Linked DNA regions of Gossypium arboreum: region 1 is linked to region 2. Evidence: chromatin contacts called from public Hi-C data. All regions are on one chromosome and are shown on one strand. Each heading gives the region's core, a stretch centred on a gene start, on an enhancer-like site or on the middle of the called end of the contact. The rest is flanking DNA. Distances are from core to core; before and after follow the strand shown.

Region 1 (7,078 bases), core at 2,719-5,218, 840 kb before region 2:
ACGACAAAGGATTCGAATCAACAACCATCTCTGGATCCGATCTTGAATCTGTCTCTTTAAACCGCACCTTTTTAGTATTCCGATCACCAACAGAACACGAACCATCCCCATTGTCACCACAAAGAGGATTCGACATCTTCTATTTCAATTCTAAACACAAATTTCTGTTTAAAATACATAAAACTAGTTAATTTAGGAATAATATATAATTTGCCCCTGAACATATCCATTTGTATCTAGTTAGTTAGTTCTTAAATTTTTTGGATCTAATTAGTCTTTAAACTTGTATTCCGTCAACCAAGTTGGTCCTTCCACACTAGAGGTGCTAACGGGCCGGGCTCAACTAAAAATTTAGGTCTATTTATTAAGCTCAGGCTATCGGGCCCAAAATATAGGCTTAAAATTTCGCTCAAGCTCGACCCAAACAAAAATGCTAAAACCCGGGCTCGATTCGGCCCGCCCATATTAATTTTTTATATTATTTTATATAATTTTTAAATATATATAATACATCAAAATACTAAAAATCAAAATAAATATTTTCCAACAAATTGAAAATAAATTTTAAAAAATATGTAGACTTAAATAGCATTAAGATAGATACAACTTAACAAGCAAATACCTCTAAAATAATAACAAAATTAACAAATGCCTTTAAAATAATAACAAAATTAATAATAAAATAAGTTTTATACAATATTCAAACAATAACAACAAAATGGTAGCAACATAATAGTAATATGGTAGCAAAATAGGAAGAAAACAAGAAAATAACATTCAAAAACAAAAAAAAAATGGCAGATTTTTTTTGTCATTTAGTGAATTCGGGTCGGGCTGCCAAAAATACTTTACTGGAGGCCGACCCGTTTTTTAAACGGCCATTATTTTTTTATCCAAGCCTATTTTTCGGGCTTATATTTTTGCCTAAACCCTCCCACATTTCGGGTGGACCTTCGGGCCGGGCCAGGTAGCCCGACCCATGAGCAGGTCTATTCTACACTAACATTGTTAGTTTGTGATGCCATGATATTTCTAGCCAATTTGGAGGTGTCATGTGACAACCTCTCAAAATGACACATGGACAACATAATTTATATATTTATATATATTATTTTAGTTTATGTTTGCCACATGGCACATTAAGAGGTTACCACGTGGGATCACCAGATTAGCTAGTAGTACCATATCAGCACAACTAATAATGTTGTACAAAAGTATTAATATAGTTGATGGAATACAAGTTTAAGGACTAATTAGATATAAAAAATTTAGGGACCAACTAGGTAAAATGAACAAGTTTAGGAATCAAATTATATATTAACCCTTTAATTTATTATAAAATTAAACAGCGCTAAATATTTGTTTTAATAATAAATATTCCAGCACCCCAATCTCGGTTTAGCTGAATTCAAAACAAGCAGTAAACCTCCAGCGATATTCGGTTTTGACAGACATAGAGATAGGGTTGAGACTTGAGAATTTTTCTCTGATGGATGGATCGCTTACACTTGATTCAACTCTGGGGTTTTTGACTGGATGTTGTTCTACAAAAAATAACAGTGATTGAAGGGTAATCTATGAAGCGATAAAATGCTACACCTATGGCTAAAGCTAGTTTACAGATGATGACAGAGTTTAGCCATTCGTTAGGGAATGATGGCCTGTACCTGATGGAACGTAATATCGAACCAAGTGAATGTGAGTGGTGTCTAACTCTGATTGGCCTCAACATATCGTATCTGAATGGTGTCTGACGTTACCATTTTCTTAACTATGTTATATGTTCAACATGATGTCCAAAATTTATGGTTCACGTAGAGATAGGGTCGTCCAATGAATTCAAGGAGCCATCAATTGACAGATTGGGTTGTTTAATTACTGCCATCATTCTGGGATGCAAATGAAGTTTCAATTTCAAAAGCTAATCCTAGCTCAGAGTCCTACCAATCTAGAACCTCTGGGATTCTGATTGTTCTTAAAGAGGGGAATACTTGTACTGAGTTTGCAACTTTCAAAGGGTGCATCGGAAAGAAGGCTGTAAAAGGAAATAAGATGAATAGATGCAAAGATGAGGAAAACCTAGAACTCTCACTCCTCATATGTCTATAACTTTCATATGCAACCGAGTCGATTTAATTGAACAAAAGCATACAACATTTGGGTTTAGCTTGTATACGAGGAGAGGGCAAGCCATCCTTTCAAGTACCAGACAGCTTGGGTTCTACCAAGAAAATGGTCGGTCCTTAAAAACACTTTCTTCTTTTTATCTGTCAAATGTGAGGTACGGTCCCAGTAGGGGACCAAAGTTCTCATAATTCTACTCCCAGATGCACCTGGCTCATCTCCAGAACTCTTCTTCGTCCATTGAAATAATTGGCCTATGCCACGTTGCCATCTATCTAATGCACCGTAATCAACGGGTTTCTAAGATGATCCTGATAAGGAAAATAAACAACCAGAAAAGAGAAATTAGACACACCTTCTCTCTGGTCTAAAATCTCATCTTAGCACTACAATTGCTAATGTGAAAAACGCTAAAGACAACATAATATATGGAGTTTCCAGAAAAAAAAGAAGAAAATAGGCAAAGCAAGTGACAAACGAAGTGGGGCTAGGCATAATTTATAAAATTTTAAATTAATAATAGTAAAACTATATTTTAATTTTTAAAAAATAATAAAATTATATTTAATCTTTAAAAAATTATAAAATATTAATTATTAATCATAAAAATAAATAATTTAAATTTCAACCCAGGAAAAGCAAGCAATTAATGACCATTGGCAGCCAAAATTGCTACTGAAAGTCGACAATGATCTCTTGAAAGTTGAAAATCGAAAGCCCATTATAGGTAACCATCTCAGTCTGGGTGGCGAAGAACACTAACAGGTGACCATATCTGGTTTAACCATTGATGTTTTAGAAGAAAACAAGTTGCAGCTTAAACTGGTGCTCCAAACATTCTAAAAACATGGTCTGATCTTCATCACCTAAATTCTTCCGAGTTTATAATCTTTAAATATAATCCATTTGAATGCACCGTTTCAACTCTAAAAATCCGCCCTTCCTTGGCCATTTGCAGCAGCTGGTTGTGAAAGGAATATTCATGTTTTAATGTCTTCTTTCAGTGTGTGTAAGAACCATCAATGTTGCCCACCATATTTGGCCATGATTCAGTCCAAAGTTCTAGGCTTTGGTTTAGCTGAAGGTAGGAAAAAAGTTAGTATGTGAGATAATAAGGAAACTCATGAGCCATGGAAGTTGCCGACGTTATTTAACATTCATTATCAGATGAATGATTGACATCCATGACTGTAGCAGCGATAGTGATACTGGACCATAGGAATTGATTGAACGTTGACAGGTTACTAAAATAAAATAACAGAAGCTAAGTGTGACCGTCCACACTAATCCGAAAAGTATTGCTAACTCTAACCCATTGGATTTGAGGGCTAGTTTATTACTGTTTTTGAAACTTGTGAAAAAATATTTTTGAAATTTTTTGGCTAATTTACTAATTTCACTTAAAAAATTTTGATATTTATAAAAATGACCTAGATTCAAAAACAATTATTAAAATAATTTGAAATAAACAATATTTTTGGGTATTAGGAACCCAATGACCGGCACTACATAGTATTTTGGTCCCATGATTGCTTAATGATTGTGTCAGGCTTTAAAAAATTAATTTTTTTTTAGTTTAGAAACCTAATAGTCGACACCAGGATATTTTTTTAAAATCGTATCATACTAGAATATAAAAATACCAATATTTTAAAAAAAAATATTGGTTCTGGCCATGTAATTGTTGGCACCAGAGATGTAAAAAAAAAAAAAAAATTGGTGCTGACAAGTAAATGGTTGGCACCAGGTACTTTTTTCGTGTCCCAATGTAATTTTTTTTTTACTTTGGTACACTGATGGCTGGCACCAGTTAAGTTTAAAAAAGAAAATTTGGGTGTTAACCATGTAATGGCCGGCACCAAGTACTTTTTCCGTGTCCCAATATTTTTTTTTTGAACACTGATGGGTGACACCAATTAAATTTTTTAAACAAAGAAAATTTTTTTTGGGTGTTGGCCATGTAATGGCCGACACCAAGTACAATTTTGGCTCCCAATGTAAAAATAAAAATAAAAAATAAAAAATTGGAAACTGATGGCTGGCACCAATTAAAATTTTTTAAAAATAATTTTTTTGGTGTTGGCCATCTACTGGCCAGCACCAGGTACTTTTTTCATGTCCCAAGGCAATTTTTTTTTTTACTTAGGGACACTGATGACTGGCACCAATGAATTTAAAAACAAAAATTTTAGTGCTGGCCAGTAGATGGTCGACACCAAATTTATCAAATATATATAGGTATTTTATCTTTTATTTGAGTTTTTTGTTTGCTTTATTAATTGAAAATCAAGATTAAAAATATTAGTTTTTTTCTTTATTTAGAATGAAGCAAAAAAATTTTAAGATAAGTTCTAAAATTTTGTTTGTTTATGTTCATTTCAATAGAGAAATGATAAATACAACTGAAGAAGGCCGTGTATTTCAAAGTAGAAAAAAAATAGGAATGAGATTCAACAAGCGTATTTCGCTGGCAGATTTAAAACGAAAAATTAGTACAAAGATAGCAACCCATTGTAGAAAGCAAATGTGAGATTGTTTTACAAATTTCTGATTTCAACTGATCCGCTCAAGTTCTCCAAAATGGAGCTTAAAGATGATGATGATCTAGAGACAATGATAGCAATTTATTGCCCCCCTGAGATAGAAAATCCCAACCCTGTTGAGTTGTTTGCGGAGATAGCTAAATCGAATCCTATTCAAGTTGTAACTCCAAGAAGCTAGTGCTCTGGAATTGATTTTGATCTTAAAGTCTCCTAGGAAAATCAGTCGGGTTTTGGACGGTCAATGCCAACTCCCGAAAATCCAAACACCGGTGGATGTTCGTATAACATCCCAAACTCATGTACTCGTCTAGAGATCCATTCAGAGGTGTTGGCCACCATAGAATATGGTGATGAAGAGTCTGATAATGATGATCAGTCCCACTGTGATTCCAACGATGATTTTAGTGACCTCGATTTGGATGACATCCTTGAAGCATAGACAAAGAAAGGCTGATGGAGGGTGAAAATGTAAACCTCTATTTGGCCGTGAACACGGGCCCTGGTATAGTTATAAGAAATAATCCAGGGTCCTTCATAACTGACGTGGATCCTGATGCGGCTCTTGCAGGCGAGTTCTCGGAATATACAAACATTGTGCTGGCTCACCTACTTGATATTGAATTCGGCGATGAAGAGTTGTTTGTAGGACAACAATTCGATAACCAACAAAACTGTTTACATGCTATAAAACAACTTAGCTTGAAGTTAGGTGTGGATTATAAAGTAATGAAGTCGACGTAGTTTTTGTACGTAGGAGAATGTTGGAAAGCGTCAAGTGGTTGTAACTGGCATGTTTGAGCCGCGTTAATGCAGCAAACACAGATGTGGATGATAAAGAAACTAGAAGGTCCACACACATGCACGTCTACTCGTATGTCGCAAGACCATAGAAAGTTAGATACAACAACTATATGAAACTGCATAATCTCTTTAGTGAAAGAGTCTCCCACCATTCAGGTGTCGGCTTTTATTGCAAACATGCAAGCTCAATTCAAGTATAAAGTATCGTACAGAAAGACATAGTGGGCAAAGCAAACGGCGATACGAGAGTTGTATGGTAACTGTGATTCGTCATGCAATGAGCTTTAAGGGTGGATAGTCGGGATGCAAGAGTATGTGCTTGGGACAGTGACTAATTTGCAAACCGTATAAAGGTCAGACAGGGAGATACAATCGGGGAAACAATTTTTTCACCGATTGTTTTGGACGTTCAAGCCGTATGTTAGGGCTTTCCCTCACTGCAAGTCAATGGTGCAGGTGGACGGGACATGGTTGTATGGAAAATACACGCAAATACTCTTGATTGTTGTTACACAAGATGGCAATCAAAATTTACTTCCGATCGCTTTCGCCATCATGGAGCGTGAGTGCTTCGAGTCTTGGGAATTTTTCCTTAGAAATCTACGGAGGCATGTTGTTAGAAAAGACAACATTTGCCTTGTATCAGATAAATCGAAAAGATTACTTGCTGCGATAAGGCGATTGGAGGTTCCGTGAAGGTTTGTTTATTGCATCCGGCACATTGCATCAAGCTTCCACAGAGATTATAAGAATAAAGATTGGAAAAAAGAATTCGTAAACATGGGTAAAAAATTTTTGTTTGTATTTATTTCCAAAATTACTTTTCAAATTTTTTCAGCCTATAAGTTTTTAAAATACTGATTTCAAATTAAATATGCAGGTGATGAGTTAGAACCGCGAAGATTCAGGCAGAGGTTTGCGAGGCTTGAATCTCAGATGTCATCTTTACCAACAAATCTCCGGACATGGTTAGGTAGTATGAAGAACGGGCAATTGACTCAAAGTTACGGTGAGGGGTTTCGGTATAGGAAAATGACGACCAACCTGGTAGAGGTGGTCAACTCTGTATTGAGGCACACACGTCATCTGTCGATTTCTGCTTTTTTTTAGCAACATTTTATAGGTTGGCCACATTGATACCTAGGCTAGGTTTGAGACAAGCTAAGTAGATCAAGGCCAAACACGTGTACATTAAGGGTGTCCGAAAGGCCATGGCGGTAAATAGTCGAAGGGCACAAACAATGAACGCAGAATTGTATTCGCGCGACTTGGAGACTTTCTGAGTTCAAGGGTACATCGGCCGTCGTTCGGGTCTTCCACCTAGGTTTTATGTAGTTGATCTATGAAACAAGTGATGCGATTGCGGGATATTTCAGAATATTCGATATCCATGTGCGCATGTTCATGCAGCGTGTTCGAGAGCAAAATTAAATGTTGAACAATTCATAGACGAGATCTACACATTGCAACGCACATTGCGTATATGGGGAACGAATTTCCTGTAATACCCTATGTCTCAAACTGGAAGTTCCACCCCCTGCTTTTGAGATGGTGCCTGACCGTAGTCTCCGTACACATCCTAAAGGTCGACCACAATCGACAAGAATTTG
Region 2 (6,991 bases), core at 3,549-6,048:
AGAAGCAGGAGAGAAAGAAAAGTCGTTCGGTGCTTCTCTGATAGGTGATGACACTGAAATAGGTTATGACGACATCGGAGCAAGGTGACAAGAGGAGGAGAAACCCAACAGGATTTCAAAGAGTTCTCAGTGAAAAAAATTAGAGGAAATGAAAGAGCAAGAGGAAAAAGTTGATCGGTACCATTATTTGGACCAAAGAACAAACTTCGGTGACAATGCCAGAGTGGAGCATGCTGGCAGCTGCTAGGGTTGGAAAAGAAATGAGGAGGAGAAGAAAAGAAAAAAAAATAAGATGGGAACGAGAATGAATAAAAGAAAAGGAAAAAGGAAAAAAAAAGAAAAGAAAAAATGAAATAGAAAAATAGATTATGACATAATCATGCCACGTGTCACAATCCTATTTTGCCACCTATCTCAAATTTAACGGCGTTAAAAAAAGTACCAAACTAGTTGACGGAAAAAAAGTTCGGGTATCAATCTGGGATAAAAAAAACCTTAAGTACCAATCTGGGAGAAGCGGATAAGTTCATGTAGCAATTTTATATTTAACCCTAAATTTAAAAAAGTTTTTATACTTAAATAACACTATGATAGGTACAACTTAACAAGCAAATGTTTCTAAAATAATAGTAAAATTAACAATTAAACAAGAGTTATATAATATCCAAACAATAACAAAAAAATAGGAACAATATAATAGTGAAATGGTAGCAAAACAATGGGAAAACAACAGCAAAATAGCAGTTTTTTTTTCAAATTCAAGCAGGGTCGGACCTGAGCCAAAAAATCTTACCCAAGGCCTAACCCGTTTTCTAAACGGGCATTTTTTTGTCAAAACTCATTTTTCAGGCCTATAGTTTTACCTTAACCCTCCCACTTTTTAAGTGACCTGGCACACGAACAAGTCTACTAAATATGCATCATTTATGTATATATATATATATGTGTGTGTGTGTGTGCGCGCGCGCGCGTGTGTGCGTGCCCATGTGTGATCCAAAGGAATTAGTGTCGTTGACATTTTAAAAATCTGCAATGTTAATTAAACTCAATTTATAATATTATTAAAATAAAAAAATTATTTCTCAATTTATAATATTATTAAAATAAAAAATTATTTCTCAATTTATAATATTATTAAAATAAAAAATTATTTTTCTTTTAAGGCATCTTAAATACAATATAACAATAGATTCAAACAACTAAAACATATTACTAAAAATTTTAAACACATTAAATTTATGTTACTTAAGGAATTTGATATGATGAAAATCGAAATTATTAATATTTGGTAACTAAAAAAATATGAAATTTAGTTAGAAATTTGAGATTGAAAATTAAGAGAAAATAAACTTGAGAATGAAATGAGATTGGGAAGATATACAGGAGTGCAAAAGGGTAATATTACTTTCTTCTTTTAAAAAATTGATTTTACCGTTGATAAAAACCAACAGTCACGATTTGCTATTTTTATTTTTTAGAATTCGCAATGGGTTGAAATTCAATTTATAGAGCGGCTAGAATTGAAGAATCAAGTTAAATTTTGAGTTGGAGTCACTTTGTTATGTGTTGAACAGAGTTAAAGAAAAGTAGTCTTTCAAATGGCAGCAAAAACCTCCGTGATGTGGTATCAAACATAAAGATGATATTATTTACAGCAATAACATACAGAAGAAGCAGATATTGAAAGGTACCCCATAAAATAAAAGAGAGGTGAGCGCTCCAAGTTTTCTCGAGCCTTACAAGTAACACAGACGCTAAACAATTTCCCACGCAAAAAAAAATAATAATGATTTTTAGGCAAAGCAATGTGGTGTCAAGATATGGAGTGTCTCCTATCTTTGCTGGGTCTTGTTCGACCTTTGGCACTGGAAGGGACGAAAGGATAAAGCCGTCCGAGTTTCTTGGAAACTGAATTCATAAATGATTTTTTAGGCAAAGGAGGCTTATCAGATGATGGCGTAATACTTCCCATGGGACTGCTTACTGCAGTTTTTGCTGATGTTGATTTTTCTATTTCTTTCAGTCTCATTTTCATTTTCACTAGCTCTAGTTTCAAGTCCTGGTTCTCTCTTTTCAAGCTGGACAGTTCACCTGAAACTGGATGGACATCAGTAGGGTATAAATTCACCTTGGAAGGAATGACAGCAGGGGAATCTCCACTTCCATTCATAACATCTCGAAGGCGTTGCTGCTCATGGTAAAGGACTTGAACCACGGTCTGCACTGGAAGACGGTCATTCTGAGCCGCATGCGCGCAGGCCTCCCTCGAGAGTTTCTGGCAATCCATTAAACTGCAAACTTTCTTCCTCTCCATGTCAGTAATAGTGGGGTGGGCCTATTGATTGTAATCAAATCAGTGAAGGAATATATGTATGGTGGATCAAAAAGATCATAACATTAACAATTATACTGAAAAGTTGTGAATCTTGATAGTAGTAATATTATCTTGTATGCAAATGCTTCAAGATCACCATTACTGCTATGTGTACAAAGTCTTGGAATAAAGTTGCAGCAGATTCTTAAGATGGAGATTTATGTACCTTGAGGTAGATATCTATGGCTCTATACATCCCATCCTCTGTTACCCTGGATTGTTCCGGAATGAGTTCAGCAAGACCGATGAATTTCGAGATAGGTAGATTACGGTCAGATGCTATTTCAGCTAGGTAGCTCTCCATTAGCTTTCCCACCCTTTCCATGTCACTTGGTGGGGGAGAAATGTACTCATCATCTTCTTTGTATCCAAAATGGTGGCCTTCAGTTTCATATTCAACGTAGTTCGTCAGGATCCGCTGCATGGTGTCCACATCAAATAATGTATCCCCGGTAACAGAATATGCAGGAATCAAGAGATCATCCAAAACAGCCTGTCCTAATTGCAAGGCCATCCTTCTCTCCAAATCAAGTCGACAAGCAACAGTTGTTTCAAGGTATATCGCTGCACGAAGCAACACTGATAGAAAGCTTACGGACATCGCATTTTTCTCCCTAGGCAGAAGACTCACTATGGTTTCCAACACAACCCTTTTCTCGTGTTCTTGTCGCGGCTCAATTTTCTTCCTCCCCTTTCCAAATACTTCCTGCATGAAAAAAAGAGTCTGCACTTTAGACATCAAACATATATCTAGTAAAGAAGTCCATCATGTTGGTATGGGTGTCTCACCAAACCTCTAAGAGCCTTTTGTGCATAAAGCATAAGCACTGGACCAAGATCATATTGTTTAAACCCTCTTGCTACCATTGCAATAAGAACCCGTTGGAAGATGTCGATTCGAAGAACAGCTAAATCTTCAGCCCACCAATCGACAATTGATCTCGAGTTAGTGGTTGTCAAAGAAATGGTACCATCATTGCCACTATCAGACCTGCTAGACATATAAAACTGGCTCTCTTTGCAAGCTAAATACGCGATTGCGTCAATGCACCGGCTCACTAATTTAACTTCCTCTGCAATAGGGAGGAGGCTTTCAGACATATGTAACACAGAAACTGCTCCTGCTAGACTCTTAAGTGCCACTTCATTCAAGTAGGCTTCAGTTCTTCCCACAAGATTTCCGACTGCATAGTCCTCAGTCATCTCGAGATACTCGGCCGCACATCTTAGCATGGCAATGTTTTCGCTGCTTATCTCGAAATTTATCCCATAACAGAATTTAGCTGCTAGTTCAAATGAATCTGCTCCACCTGGAACATTGGGGATTTCTATGATTGAATGATCAGCATCATTGGATTCCGTTACAACTTTTCTTACGTATCCAGACTTAGATATTAATGGAAACTGCAATTCAAGTAGGAAATAAGTTCAAAAAGTGCACGGTTCTGCCATATATACAACAAAATATAGATGCCAACTTGTCTATAAATGGTACTAAATAAATACAAACATCAACTGTGTCCGATTAGCGACCATGGTTACAACACTACGGCTGCTTGTCATTCTGATAAATGGAAATACATGAATTAAAGTGTTTGATTTCTACCTTATGCAGTGAGAAAGAAACTCCTCCAACTTGGACAGTGACATCACTGGGAATCTCCTGAGAGAAAATCCTGGAAAAAACAACAAAGAGATCAGGTTATCAACTTCAGCAGCCACTTCATCAAAAATGATCCCTGTTACTGAAAGAAAAGGGAATAATACTGATACCACTCGCTGGTTCTCTTCATGGCTGTGGAAAGAAGCTCCTTTTTAGATGACATGTTAAAACTAGTAGGTGCAATCTCCTCCTTAACAAAATCCACCATGGAACACACTCAACTGATTTTACCATGATCTTATCTCTATCTCCATCAAGCCATAGATAATGAGAACCTTGGCAGTTGGCACAGAGAAATTCGGACACGATGCTTATAACTTTACAAGGTTGTAAGGAAGCAACAAAAACATGTCATTTCCTTCAATGTTTTGTCTCTTCTTCTTTTGCCTTGAATGTTTAAATGAGAAGCAGAAGCAGGAGCTATCATCTCTCTAAATCTCTAATGAAACTGCATTATCTAACTTCAGCCTTACAAAAAAAGCCATCAGAAATGGGGAATTCCCAAAACTAGGCCTCACAAGGAAACTAGAGGGCAGGGTGTACGGTGGACAAGGTTTAAAATGAGTGGCAATTTTGGTAATAGTGGAATGAAATGAGGTGAGTGCATGAGAAGATAGATGAAGATTAACAGCGTGTGGTGTGGGTTATAGAGATGAGATGGCTCCAACTTCCTTGGCGGCTAAAGGTCGAAAGCTTGTAAGTGGGAAATATTCCCATCCACAAATGTTCCCATCTATCTCTGATAAAATTTTATGTTTTAGTTTTTACAGGATATTTAAAAGATTTAATGTTCTTACTATTTTTAAATATGTTACTCTTATATTGTTTTACAGTGTAATAATGGAGAAAACATTTTTGACTACTTTTGTAGTCATCATATTAACATTCCAAGTCTAGCCCTTGTGTAATTGGTGATGTGAGCGACAACTTGTTCGCCACTGTAACTAGTCTCCAATCAGCAGCAGTAGGAAAATGATAGAAGAGATCAGTTTGTCCCTACATTTTGAAGGCAGCAGATAACTGGGTGTATATTTGCTAAAGTTGGGTAGAAATTCTCAGAAACTAATGAAAAGCGTGATCATCTGTTTTACGCAATTTAAATTAAGGGTCCCCTTCATAACGTTGATAGTTGATTTGGTCGCCAATCCATGGTAAGATTTGATATGAAGTAGTGGGATTATAATTCATATCCATTTCACAGCTATTCCCGGCCCCATCCTTTGGATTTTCTGGTTATACCAACATTAAAAGGATTTTTGTATTTAGTTGCAGGCAATTGTCCCATTTTCTCAACTATTATGTTATTCTATCAAATTTTGACTCTTGGTGCAATCAAGTTAAAAGGACTAATGCTAATGGGCACCATAGCTACTGGAAACTTTTACACATTAAAAACGGGGTAATTTAACCATGAAATGCAAAAGCTTAAGTTATTAAATGCCTTCTTTTAATAATTCCCGGCTATTTCATCAAATATGCAGCTCAATTCTTGAAATTTATTTATTTTCTCCTTATACTTCAACACACTAAGCTACTCTTCACCTTGTTCACATCAACATTATTTTCTTCCTAAGAAAACGTATTTTTTTATTTATTTAAGGGTTATGTAAATATTATGAATAGTTCTAGACATTTTAATATTTTTGACTCAATTCATAATACTATTTAAATTTGTCATTAATCGGACAATGTGACAATTTTACAAAAAGACTTAAATCATAAAATGGTACCTAAATTGTACTTTTTTTTTCTCAAGTTGCTATTTATTTATTTATTTGGTAACATAGTATAGTTTAATACCACTTGTAACCAAAATTAATTTAAGTACCAACTTGAGAAAATAGGTATAGTTTAGATAACATTTTGTGATTTAAGCCTAAAATAAAGTAATTTTAAGCTCTAGCATTTAAGATTTTATTAATTTGATTATTACTCTTCAAAAATGCATATAAAAATTTTAAAAATAATTTTTTCATATTTTCAATAAAGATCCTAAAAGTTGAAATTGTAAAAATTTTCCAAAAATTTTTAACCTTTAGATATCAATGTGAAATCTTGCATCATAATCCATATATACTTTATTGTTGACATGGCACTATTTTATTTTGTACAATGTATTAGCAAATATTTTAAAATTCAAAATTCAAAAACCAAATACATAAAAATTTTAAAAATAATTTTTTTCTTATTTTCAAAAAATCATTAAAAATATGAAAAATGCTATAAAGCCATTTGAAATTCAAAAATGAAAACATAAAATTAGTTTTAAAATTAAAAATTTAAAAAAAAAACTTGAAAAGTAGAAGAGTGGTGGCTTGTGCCTAAGGAATTTGATGTTGGAATTTTCATCTTTATTATTAAATTTTCGTAAAATTCAAATATGTAGGGTAATTTGAATAACTTTATATATATAGTATTTAAATTTAAGGTAAATTGTATTATTAGTTATTAAACTATAGTTAAGTTTTAGTTTTGTCATTTAATTAAAAAGTTATAATTTGGCTATTAACATTTTTGATTTTTTTTGTCACTTAACTGTTAAGTGACACGTTTTAACTTGGTATGATAACAATTTTAGTCCTTAACTTTTTATTTTCTATCAACTAGACCATGATTCTATATAGAATTATAAAAAAAATCATATTTATTTTAAAAACAAAAGTTCTATATAAAAATCCTAGAAAAATAAAATCTCAAATATGTTGTTTTTAAATACTAATATGTATGGGAAATAAAAAATCATTCTATAGAATCGAAAAACAAATTAAAAACAAAATAAAAAAGTTAGATCATTACATACTTCCTCGCTTTTCTCGAAATCAAATTAGCAATATCTTCAAGATGAGTTCCATGCTCTTAAAGAACATCCAGAATTAAAATTACAAAGGCATGGGAAATTGCCTCTAATGACATTCTTTTACCCAAAAAAATATATAATGTATCACAAAATTTTC

What was found. Hi-C and Micro-C count contacts between places; a contact is called where the count stands out from the background.
Region 1: a Hi-C map of leaf shows a contact between it and region 2, with 3 times the contacts expected there. The contact joins the enhancer-like site here to the promoter of LOC108477214 in region 2. A contact is called at or near these places in 3 of 5 Hi-C or Micro-C datasets (all in leaf).

What each region holds. Positions count from the first base shown.
Region 1 is chr12:35,176,916-35,183,993 of ASM2569848v2, reverse strand. No RefSeq gene overlaps it. Among protein-coding and RNA genes, the nearest start is that of LOC128286014, 45 kb to the right of the region's middle. Within about 2 kb of position 3,968, at least 2 of the 2 cell types and tissues checked have an H3K27ac peak or open chromatin away from gene starts, as enhancers often do. A contact at or near this core is called in leaf, where this site is marked.
Region 2 is chr12:34,339,966-34,346,956 of ASM2569848v2, reverse strand. It overlaps LOC108477214 (BTB/POZ domain-containing protein SR1IP1), which reads right to left and starts at 4,798. Exons shown (of 5, transcript XM_017779693.2): 1 at 4,148-4,798; 2 at 3,981-4,050; 3 at 3,164-3,778; 4 at 2,541-3,080; 5 at 1,623-2,335. The coding sequence starts at 4,245. The coding sequence ends at 1,814.